Regions from separate parts of the Mus musculus genome. Here all the other regions are linked to region 3. Evidence: chromatin contacts called from public promoter capture Hi-C data. All regions are on one chromosome and are shown on one strand. Each heading gives the region's core, a stretch centred on a gene start, on an enhancer-like site or on the middle of the called end of the contact. The rest is flanking DNA. Distances are from core to core; before and after follow the strand shown.

Evidence for each region. Promoter capture Hi-C pulls out the DNA fragments that hold promoters and counts their contacts.
Region 1: a promoter capture Hi-C map of hippocampal neurons shows a contact between it and region 3, with 2.3 times the contacts expected there. The contact joins two enhancer-like sites. A contact is called at or near these places in 3 of 39 promoter capture datasets (the 3T3-L1 cell line, embryonic stem cells and hippocampal neurons), 3 of 115 datasets of contacts at active chromatin or transcription factors (all in embryonic stem cells) and 1 of 9 other capture datasets (embryonic stem cells).
Region 2: a promoter capture Hi-C map of hippocampal neurons shows a contact between it and region 3, with 4 times the contacts expected there. The contact joins the promoter of Ank3 here to the enhancer-like site in region 3. A contact is called at or near these places in 2 of 39 promoter capture datasets (the C10 cell line and hippocampal neurons), 1 of 484 Hi-C or Micro-C datasets (embryonic fibroblasts) and 1 of 9 other capture datasets (embryonic stem cells).

What each region holds. Positions count from the first base shown.
Region 1 is chr10:70,858,926-70,862,865 of GRCm38.p6, reverse strand. No RefSeq gene overlaps it. Among named protein-coding and RNA genes, the nearest start is that of 4930533K18Rik, 7.7 kb to the left of the region's middle. Within about 2 kb of position 1,490, at least 38 of the 459 cell types and tissues checked have an H3K27ac peak or open chromatin away from gene starts, as enhancers often do. A contact at or near this core is called in hippocampal neurons, where this site is marked.
Region 2 is chr10:69,531,521-69,535,454 of GRCm38.p6, reverse strand. It overlaps Ank3 (ankyrin 3, epithelial), which reads right to left and starts at 1,747. Exons shown (of 43, transcript NM_146005.3): 1 at 1,171-1,747. The coding sequence starts at 1,233. Gm51806 (a long non-coding RNA gene) reads right to left here and starts at 1,165. Exons shown (of 2, transcript XR_003949008.1): 1 at 1-1,165.
Region 3 is chr10:70,294,674-70,298,633 of GRCm38.p6, reverse strand. All of the region lies in intron 2 of Gm40687 (a long non-coding RNA gene), which reads right to left. Among named protein-coding and RNA genes, the nearest start is that of Gm33704, 3.3 kb to the right of the region's middle. Within about 2 kb of position 1,648, at least 37 of the 459 cell types and tissues checked have an H3K27ac peak or open chromatin away from gene starts, as enhancers often do. A contact at or near this core is called in hippocampal neurons, where this site is marked.

The sequences.
Region 1 (3,940 bases), core at 241-2,740, 560 kb before region 3:
AGCTGTATCCTGGGTCTAAAATTCAAGAGTGTGAACGAGAGACCAGACCTTTGGGGCTTAGGCTCCATCTTAGAGAACCTGACCTAAGGCTGAACTCGAGTTAACTAACAAGCTGGCTCCTAGCACTAGGTTCCATCCAGGTTACTCCCCAACAAATCTGCACCCCCAGGTTCCAAGCCTGCCCCTGGTACTTCACTTCCTAACAACCATCAATCAGGAGAAAAGCAGAAGTTAAGTTTATGGTTTGCTCCCAGCACCAGCCAATTATGTTAAAGGACAATAACATTCTGTAACACTCCCTACCCTCATTCCCCCCACCACCCCTTCCCGGAATCAAATGTGTGCCAGGCTAGAAACTCCCTTGCTGGTTTGCTTGCCTCTATAGATACTGGCAGGGAAACTGGGCTGGGGCAGCTCCACCTTCCTGTCCTTCCAGTTTTGTTGAACTTAAATAAAGAGCCCATAATGTGATTTGTATTGGAGTAGGCTCCTAGTTGGTCTTTTGTACTGTTACATACACAAAGCTTAAGGATGATTGAACTGATGAAATTATCAAGAGATCAAAAGCTATTAAAGTAGCCCTTGTCGTGTTTTATAAAAATAAAGAGGAGAATATGTTTGGTGGATGTGTAGTTGGGTGTGGGGGAAGGGCATGCCTCTGAGGGCCCATGCTGAGGCATCCCTTCCCCTAAGGGACCAGCCACAGACTGTATAGTATAGAATAGAGTTTATTCAGAGCACGGGACGGAGGAGTTGAGGGGCTACAGGCAGAGATAGGTAGGTAGGGAGAGAGAGAGAGGGGGGGGGGGAGGAAGACGAAGAAGGGGAGGAGGAGGAAGAGGAGAGGCCGGTCATGAGCACACGGAAAGAAAGGGGGGTGGAGGGGAGAAAGGGAAGAGGACAGAGCAAGACCAAGAGAGTAAGAAAGAGAGGAGGGATGAGCAGCCCCTTTTATAGTGAGTCAGGCACACCTGGCTGTTGCCAGGTAACTGTGGGGCTGGCAGAACCAAGATTAAAAGCCAACATCCCTGCCCATCTGGAACTTTCTGCAGCTTATATTCCATTACTAAAACCGTGCAATTAGCATGTCTGTCTGTCTGTCCATGAGAAATGCCCAGAAAAATTAACAACCATCAGCGGGTTTTTTTAGCACTTGTGTTCCCTCACAGAGCACACACACACACACACACACACACACACACACACACACACACACACACATACATTCACTGGCAGGGGTCCATGAACAGGTGTGTTTGTACGAACCATGTGTTTATAAGCTTTTTCTAAAATGACAATTTTGAAGTGTAACAGATTGACTGGAAGGGTAAGCTAGCAAGCGAAGAAAACAAATCAGGCATCAGAAGCGGAAATAAATTGCTGGCAAATCTGAGAGTAAATGTCGTTCCTGAGACCCAGAGTGTGGAGGGAGGGGGATGGGACGAATTCTGTTATTTGTCTCCCTGCCAGAGTGAATACAAGCAAGAACCGCTGCTGCTTGGCCAGATGGAGAAATCATTGTGCCCCTGACAACTCTGCCTCTGCTCCTGGTTGCCTTGGTGACAGAGAACTTGTAACATGTAAATGAGGTGAAGAGAAATTAGTGGGAAAACAGGTGGCCCAGCTAACTCTACCTTGGGCAAAGGCAGGGAGGGAAGTCAATACTGGAGGAGACCAGGAGCCAGGAGCTCACTGTAAGGAAGGGAGGCATGGGGGCTGCCTCTTCAGAAACATCTTGGCGAGGCCAAACTTTCTACATCTCCTATTATTACATCTACTCAGCCTCAATTTAGATAACCTACAACCTCGGCACCCGGGTCCAGTCTGACATCGGAGGGAGGACCCAGTAGGTGTATGAGCAGAAGAAATTTAAAATCATTCTTCTCACACAAAGGCAAGGCATTCTGACATGCACCTGGCTCAGCACCAATTTCTACTCAAATCTCTGTCCCTCCATCCCCCCAGGGATGATAGCTACTCGCCATTTGAACATGAAGCAAAAATGTAAAACAAGATATTTAGCAGAATCTGTGAACGTGGTTCTGTCTGTCCAAACTGTCCTGATAAATGCAGGTCTCACAAGCCACAGGGGTAAGATTTAAGGAGTGGACATTTTATCTCCATTATAGGGAAGGCTACACACGAAACTGAGTCTATCTTCCATACCTGGAGGGAGCATCAAGTTAGAGGAGCCACAGAGGGGTCTGTGCAGAGAAAGGAGCACTGTCTCCAGGGTTGGAGCCATGAGAAGCCACGGTGTGACAGCTCTTTTTAAAATCTGATTTCAAATTCAAAATGCAAACTTGGCTTTGCATCCTGGAACAATGTATCTGGTAAACTGTAATTTGGATGTCTCAATGTTGGATTTCCAAATCTCTTAAAAAAATGTTTCAAGGGCAGGTTGGAAGGATTAAAGGACGAGGAAGATGGGAGGGAAAGGCATCTGTTTTTAATGTTGATCTTCTGCCTTGAGGACGGAGCATCTGGAGAGAGTGGGAAAGAAGGAAGCACGCAGACTGTGGACCAATAATGTTAGGAAGCCAATGATTTTGTTCTGTGGTTTCATGTCAGGAGGATGAAGGTGAGGCTGCCCGGGAGAAACAGGAAAGAAAGTCCAGAAAGGGGTGCCCATGAGGACGCTGGCCTTGTCATTTTCAAGCAAAGGTAGAAGATCCAGGCATGAGCCCAGGGACTATCAGCAGCTGCTCCAGAGAAACAGCACACTAAGCCTTGCAAAGCTGTGACCGATTTTCTGATTCCTTAGCATCCTGGGTCCTTACCCAAATGGCAATTGCCCATAGGAAGGACAGAGGAGGAAGGACTCATGGACACAGTCACTGCAAAACATGGGCTGCGCTGATGGTGTACACTTTAAGAAATGGGTGTCTTTTTTATTTAATAACCTGTCTCTGTTTGTCTCTGTCTGTGTCTCTGTCCTTCTCTCTCTGTCTTTCTCTGCCCCCCCCCTCTGCCTCTGTCTGTCTCTGTCTGTGTCTCTGTTTCTTCTGACTGTCTACCTCTGTTTCTCTAACCTACTTTCTTATAAACAGTGTTGATAACCTAAAGATAAAAATCCTTAGAAGCAAACTGGTCAGGGAAATTCATCCTTATTGATTGATTGATTGGTCTGTTTCTAGACAGGACTGGCAAAAGGCTTTGTGTGGCCTCATCTGTCCTAGAACTCATCCTTACTTCAGCTAACCGGAAGCACTCAGAAGCCTCAGGTGGAGCCTTGCTTTCCTTAGCAGAGGCAGAAGGAAGCAGTGTGGACTGAAAACTTGGCTCCAGAGCCTTGAGCTTCGGCTAGAAATCAGCTTTCGTAGGGTGGCCATCTTCCTTCTTGCTGTGTAGACAGAGCATGACATACTCACCTTCCTGGCTGAGCCTGAGATAAACTTTCACGGACTTTTCCACTTAGAAAGCGCTGTAGTTTAGCACTTAATGTTTCTATAAAACTGTGTAGATCTTTTTAACTAGAGTGCTGATAAACATACATCATTTAAGTTATAAAATAGTTTATATTTGAATGATTCTGACTTCGTTTGTGAACATATATATTTGTTGTGTGGTATATCTATGTGTGTGTGTTTGTGTGTGTGTATGTGTATGTGTATACATTTGTGTATGTTTATATGTATTTGTGTGTTTGTAAGCATGTATATTTGTGTATGTTTATGTATATGTGTTTTTGTGCATGTTTCTGTATGTACATGTGTATTTGTGCGTGTTTGTATGTGTATTTGTGTATGCTTGTATATGTATGTATATGTGTGTAAGTGTGTGTACCACAGCATGTATGTAGATGTCAAGAGGACAACTGGAAGGAGTTGGTTTCCTCCTTCCATCATGTTGGTCTCTGGCTCACCTTCAAGTTGTCCAGCTTGGTGGCAGGAGCCTTTACCTGCTGAGCCATCTCTTTCACCCCGTAATTGCTTTACTT
Region 2 (3,934 bases), core at 498-2,997, 760 kb after region 3:
TCCATTAAAGTATGTCTTATTCAGAGGAACCTTTTTCATAAATAGTAAGTAGGCTATGAGCATTTTTTGAAATGCTTGATCGATTCAAGCAAGGGTTGCAATCTTTCATGTTCTCTACTATACCCAATCATTCCCTGGGCGTCCACTGGCTGAGCATACATCACATTGGGAGGCAAGGAATCATTTTAAAGAGACATCAGCAGATATATCAGACCTGGGCATTAAAGCATAAAAATCTAAGAATTCGAACTGAAGACGCAGAGAGCCCATCACCCATCCTCCTTCAACAAGCCATGAGCTACAGTCCTGTTTCAAGGGACCTGTTTTTCTTTGTTCCAGATGTATCTAGCCTTGCCTCTGGTGGCACACCTTAAATCTGAGACAGTTTATGAGCCACAGTGGGTTAAAAAAAAAATCACAGTCCCGCATCTGAGAATCACCTTTCTTTCCCATTTCAAAATGAACAGAAAAGTTCAGGGCACATCTTAGGATGACACGCACATTCGTGACACCCAGAATGAATCTACAGGTTTGCTGCAATCCTCTGCCGCTCTTTTGACAAAACCTCAAACCGCGTGGAAAGCAGAATGAATCCCATGAACTGAATGGATCCTGGAGACATATGGCTGACAGGCAGCTGGGCTGAATGCAGACCCGAGATTTATCCGCCATCAAAGGAATCGATAATTAAAATGGAGCTCACCTCCATGCTGGGTTTTTTTTTTAAAGTCTAACTACAGGTTTCCCCAAGTTTGCCTAAAATATATATTAAAGCTTAGCATCCATAACATAAGAATATTCATTAGTAATTGTACCCTACCGATCACAAGCATGGGGAAAATTCAAAAGGTAGGGGAAACACACCCACTCACATAATTAGGACATATGTTTACTTAATGTTCCTTTCATTGCTATTAGAGGGAACACTAGCTCAGCAAATCCAAATCACAATGTTTTAACTGTTTCAATATTGTAGCCATAGACCCCAGTCGAGGTGTTTGCCAGCAACCCAGAACACACCCCATTAACAGGGGAGAAAAAAACAAAAGCAATTCTTGCTTCTAGTGGCTTCTTTCTCGGGCTAAAGACAGCTCTCTGGAAAAGGCAGCCTCCAGATCACCTCCCGGGAGCCGGGAGAACAATGAAGAACGTGTTGATCCTGCCTCTTACCTTTTTTCCTTTCCTCTTCCTATGAGCAGGCTTGGCGGGCTTCTCCTTTGGCTCTTCACTCATCTTTCCTTGAGATCAGGGGAGTTGAGACGAGGCAGGAGATCACCTTCCGTGTTCCCACATCCAAACCCACGGCAAAGAGTCACAGCATTGAGACCAAAGTCCATTTAGGGAACTCCCCAGGCAGAGCGGCTGCTTCAAGCCAGCCCTGGCTGCTGTCACGGGCAACTCAGCTCGCCTCAGGGAGGAACTGGGTGTTCTCTCCAGCAAAGCCCTGGTTATTCCTCCAAAGAAAAATCAATATTCCAACCCTTTGTTTTCTTCCTTCCTTTCTTCCTTCTTTCTTTTTCTTCCTTTCTCTCTCTTTTTATTTGTTTTTTTAGCCAGTCGTTACCCCGAGAAAAGATCTTGACAACATTTCAGGGCTTGCTTCTCCACGGTGATTCTAGCTTGGAAATGGTGAGAGAGAGAAAGGGGGAGGCATACGTGCATGTGCGCTGCACACACACACACACACACACACACACACACACACACACACACACACAGGAATAAGCTAGACTGCTGACGAATCTCTGAAGCGTCCCAGGGGCTGGCTCACTGCAGTTTGCAAGCTGGGAAGCCAAGCCGAATGTAAATGCTCTGAGATCAAGCCTCCAGAGGACACATGTGTTGAAAGCATTGGGTATACCCAGGAGGCAGCAGTGGGGGTGGTAACGAGAGATCGGGTTACTGGTTCGTGAAAACACACACACACACACACACACACACACACACACATTCTCTCTCTCTCTCTCTCTCTCTCTCTCTCTCCCCCACCCCCAACCCCAACCCCATGATTAAAAACAATAAAGAGACCTGTTACTACAGAAGACAAAGCTGGATTCTTACCCAGTGAGGTGGTTTTTGTTGTTGTTGTTTGTTTTGTTTTAAAATGTAATTAGCAAAAAATAAATAAAATAAAATAAAATAAAGTTTGCAGATTGCCTAACCAAAGCTATGGACTTCTAATGAAGAATCTGTCACACGGAGCCCATACCTAAGTTGCCAGTACCACATTCAAGCTTTGGTCATGAATATATCAAACCAACCATGAAAAGGAGCCCTCCAGAATATTCAAGAAATCCAAAAGGTTCAGCCCCTGGCTTTTTCTGTGCCAGAAACATCCTGTGCTCCTGGATAAGGCACTCAGGTCAGTGCAGGTCTCTGGCCACATTACAGCCACCACAGGGTCCCCAAGCACACAGAGGCACACACTCCTGCTCTGGGCCACCAAGATTTTGAGAGGTCTCTGGGTGACTTCACTCCTTTGTGGAAAGTCTCCAAAATGGTCCACGCATCGGAACACAGCTGATTTACTGTCGGGTGTGGTCGCTTAAGCATCTTTGGAAAGTGTTAGGAATCCATTCTTGTTAGGAAGGAATAAGGTTCTGGGTCCCCCCCCCCCAATCCCGGCCAGATCACCTTTAAGATGGAAGCAGGTCCCTTGAGCTAAAACACATGTACACTAGGAAGGGAGGAACGAGCGGGAATCCAGAGAGGAGGCTGGCTCAGGGAAGTGGATTTTAATTAATATGATCAAAGACATACAGGAGCGTAAATGAGACCCAGAAGGCCAGTTTTCAGTGAGGTACATGGAGCTATTTAATACTGGAGACACAATGCTAAAATACTGAAGCCAAAATCACCATTTCTCATCTATCATTTAAGCAGGGTTGTACCTATGTTCAACAAATCTGGACTCCCCAAGCGCCACCCCCCTAAAAATGAGTGAGCATGAGGGCAGCTTGAGACAGCTCTGTCATGGACACCAGGGTTACAAGTGCTTGCTCCAGCGACCCATGGAGATCCTGCGCACTGTGGGTTATTTAATGGTTGTTCTGCGGCTGCGCATTACAAACAGTAAACCACCACTCAAAGGCTGGCAGGGAGCATTGATGGCGGTTGCCCCACCCCTCCGTGACCTGGGGGTTCCTTCAGCTTTGAGCAGCTGCTAACCTGTCTCTCCCGTTTCTGCTGCTGTTCTGGAATGTTTCTCTGGCAGAGTAATAAAAGGTAGAAAAACCATTAACACGGTAGGATGGTTCCTTCAAGTTTTTCATTAATTCAGTGCTTGCTCATCTTCAGGACCGGGCAGTCTGGGGAATGATAGTAACGTCCCTGGGTTGATCTGTCCCTGACTGCAGTGAGATGAGCCTGGGCTTATTTGCATTATGCTCTGAGGGAGAAACTATGAAGTCGGTGCTTTGTATGAATTCTCCATAAACTGAACTATCCATGCAGGTAAAGTCAAGTCTGAATATCCCATTTAAATCTTCAACTCTTCACTCGACAAGCCACAGAGATAACCTACCTGCTCTGTCATTTTACCAGAGTACTACTGACATTTTAAAAAAAAATTTTTTTTAGAAACTTATTTTATGTGTACGAATGTTTACTTGAATGTGTACCGCATGCATGCAGTGCATAAGATGGCCAGAAGAGGGCGCCAGATCCCCCCCTCAAACTAGAGTTATTACAGGTTGGGACCCACCATGTGGGTGCTGGAAATTGAACCCAGGTCCTCTGGAAGAACAGTCGGTGCTCTTAACTGCTGAGTCATCTCTTCAACACCTTCCCTTCTAAGAAAAGTCTTTGTTTATGCCTAATGTCCTGAGTGTAGGATTAGAGAAAGAATGGAAAGAAGAGGGTATTGGATGAGGTGGTCCACAGATAAACAAACACTGCCTGCCGGGCTCCCAACTCTACCAGTGCTGTGAGATCT
Region 3 (3,960 bases), core at 399-2,898:
CCACCCTGCCCCATCTCCACCCGTTCCAGTGTCCTCTGTGAGGATGCCTTACTTGCCAGTGTTGAGTTCTGTGACTCACTGGCTGAGGCTGCCTCCGAGTCTGCTCCCGCACCAGGATGGGAACTTGCAAGTCCTGAGTTAGACATCTCAGCTCCCAACTTCTCTCCTGATGCCAGGACTAACAGAAGATCTTAGGTACTGTTCAGAAGCTCAATACCTTCTTCCCATAAACCTCTAGCCTCTGCCCCTCAGACATACGTACGTGTGTAGACGTATAGATGTGTAAAGCTACAGATGGTGCACAGACATCCGACCTCCTGAAGTGCCTCACGCTGACACACCCTCGCGGAGAAAGGACCAAATTCCGTCACTGGCTCCCATTGATGAACATCTCCCATAGAACCCACATAATGAGAACTTTTATGCTAAGGTTGGGATGTCAGGTAAAAGCTTAAATTGTTTCCCTACAAAATTGGACTTTAAAGGCTTTTGATGCCTTAACGGAAATGAAAAATACACTTAGGAACTCTAAGTGCTGGGGCCACCGGGTGGGAAGGACTTTGTATTTCTGAGGTACTCTATTTAGCAAGGCCTCCCAAAGCCACCGTGGCCATGGGGAAACTTCTGCTCTGGCAGCCATAAGCCTCAGTAAAAACTTGAAGCAAAGAGCAGACTCAGCTTCATGGGGTCATCTCTCCTGCAAGACCCGGCAAAGTCAGGGTCTGGGGCTGATTTTATTTCCAGTCTGAAATTGCAGGTGGCTTATGACTCAGGGGACAGGGGTGTGCAGCATACAGAAAAATCATTGAGGGAGAAGGAGGGGGCATGTGTTGCCCAGCTCTGTTGATGAAAACCACTGTTCCTGTCCCTTGTTGGAACATGATTGAGGAACCTTCTGTGTGTTCACACGTTGTCCCCATGCATAGAAGCCAGAGGAAAACTTGGGGTGTCATTACACAAGCGCCATCCATCCACCTTGTCTTCAGAGACAGGTCTCTCCTTGGCCCGGAACTCACCAAGTAAACTAGAGTGGCTGGCCAGCCAGTGGAATCGGCTTGTCTAAACCAACCCAGAGTTGGGACACCGATCCCCTGTGTGAGTTCTGTGGTTCAAACTCAGGCCCCCCAGCTGCAAGGCAAGTACTTGACTGACTGAGCCATCTCCCTAGCCCTCACACTCCTTCCTTGATACAGGGATTTCCAAGCATATAAGGCTTGGAATAAGACAATATTATTGTATTGTCAAGCATAGTAGGCTGCAACCAGCCTTATCAGACTTTATTATCTTTACATATTTGCTTATTTTTGTTGCTTGTTTGTTTTGGACTGGTCATGGCCAGAGCTAACTCCAATGGACAGACCACATACATTTAGGCTTAGGACAGGATTCTGTCTAAACGACAGAGGAGCAGCCTGGAATTTATGCTTCCTCTTTGTTCCGGCTGTAGTCACTACAGCGACTGAACTCTCCGCAGGCAGCTCGACCCCTAGGAGACGGTGCATATTCAGTAACAAATCTCATTTCCTCTCAGACTAAAGGCGATTACAAAAGCCAGCTGGTCCTTCCAGGCTGTTCTGCTAGGTGAGACCTAGATGCGGGAGGCCATTTTCGGATTTTTCACAAGTACCACAAGGTGGCGCAAGAGTACAGGGAATAACTCTTATGCATGCAGGGCTCGCCCTATGGAGAAGACCGAAGGCAAAGAAGCCCCCATCTCAGGTGGCTCGAAAAGAGGCCTGGGTAAGGCCTCAGCTCACTACGCATCTCCACCTATCCTCAGGAACCCAATGGCGCCTGTGTTCAGGAGCTCAAGGGTGCAAGTAAACTATGCCTGAGTCTTCAAGGAAGCTTTAAAGAGGGGTAAGGCTCAGCTTCCATGGCCAAGGCAGGGCTAACAGGCCAGGTAACTAATATAATTGCACCGGGAGCTGAGCCAGCTAATATGATTTTGGCACAACCTGCACACGTTAAAGGCTGGGAAGGTTGACAGAGGAGTGGGGGTGGGGCGGGAGTTGGGGGGCGGGGCACCAAATCCCCAGAAAGCTGGGAAGGGAGGGAGGGAGGGAGGGAGGGAGGGAGCGAGCCTTCCTCATAGGCCTGTGGGGAGGGGTCACCACATGTGGCCTCTCTGTGCTCTCTGGATTTTGAGATAGACTTTTAAAAAGTCAAAGTCTCTCATTAATCATCAATCTCATTAATTAGTCATATACTGATTACATGTTTAGCATTTTGTGCCTCTCAAGCAAGATGAAACAGCAAAATTAATTTCTCCTGTTTCTTTTCTTCTAAGAAAATGTCTCGCTGTATATTTGGTACATGTACCTTCTTCAGATGCTGCCATTCAATGGTGCTTGAGAAATACTGAAGTGCTTCTGGTCCACTGAGGAAAAATAGAGTCTTTAGTCCCTCGGCTCCCGTGTCCCGACTGCCTGCCTGAAGTCCTATCCAGTTAGGCTGGGGGCCTCTTGGTTCCCTGTGCCCATTCCAAGGTGCCCACAATGTCCTGGACCCCAAAGAGGTTGACATTCTTTTTATTGGGGGGGGGGGGTTCAAGACAGGGTTTCTCTGTATAGCCCTGGCTGTCCTGGAGCTCACTTTGTAGACCAGGCTGGCCTCGAACTCAGAAATCTGCCTGCCTTAACTCCCAAGTGCTGGAATTAAAGGCATGCGCCACCATGCCCTGCTGAGGTTGACATTCTTGGTGGTAGCAGCAGAGCCCTGAAGATAAATGTCAGGCTCTTGCTTGGGACGCCTTCCTTAACCTCCGAGGCTGCTGCAGAGGGAGTCGTCAGCTTTTCCTTGCTGGGATGAGATTCCTGAGAGAAATGATTTGGTAGCCTAACAGTTTCAGTGCCCTTGGCACCCTCCCTCAGACTACACAGGACACCCCTGGAGTGCACACTGCATTCTGGGACTCCACACAAAGCCCACCTCCAGTCCCAGCCTCTGCCTGGCACCTTGGACTCCTGGACTCTGCTAACCTCTCAAATTCAGAATGGCTTTCTCCAAGGAATACTGAGATGAGTGTCCTGGTCCTCGGGTTCCCCACCAGCAGCAACACCTTCAGGTTAGGCTACAGAATGCAGAAACGGTAACGAGGATCCCAAAGCTCATTTTCACACACACACACACACACACACACACACACACACACACATGAACTTTTTATCTGACAATTAAATTATAATTGAGCATCCTAGATTTTATCTGGCAAGCAACATAACATGCTGCTGTAATGTTGTAAACCAAGAGCCGCTCCGACTTCTCTCCCTGACTCCCACCTACACAATCAGCACCTTTAACATTTTCTCCTATATGAGATCCATATGCACCTGTGAAGAATATTCAAGGGGCTGGAGAGATGGCTCAGTGGTTAAGAGCACAGACTGCTCTTCCAAAGGTCCTGAGTTCAATTCCCAGCAACCACAGGGTGGCTCACAGCTGTCTACGATGGGATCCGATGCCCTCTTTTGGTGTGTCTGAGGACAGCAAGAGTATGCTCACGTACATAAAATAAATAAATAATTTTAAAGAAATATTCAAATGGTCAGAAGAAAATGAAGGGTAAGATTTCTCCTACAAGACGCAACCATTCCTTTAGTTTTCGTCTATATCATCCCCAAAACCAAAATGCATAAGTATGTGTATGTATTGCCACAATCCCTGCCCTGGAAGAGACACCAACAGCGTCTACCCCTTCTCCTAAGGTCCTGATGACAAACTGAAGTACAAGTTCATCATAGTTCCCCAGGGAGAAACAGTGAGTTTATGGCACTTACAGGATGTCTTTCTTAGGGTTTCTATGGCTGTGGGGAGATGCCATGACCAAGGCAACTCTTATAAAGGACAACATTTCATTGAGGCTGGCTTATGGGTTCAGAGGTTCAGTCTATTGCTGGCATGGGAGGAAGCATGGTAGCTTGCAGGCAGACCTGGTGCTGGAGAAGGGGGCTGAGAGTT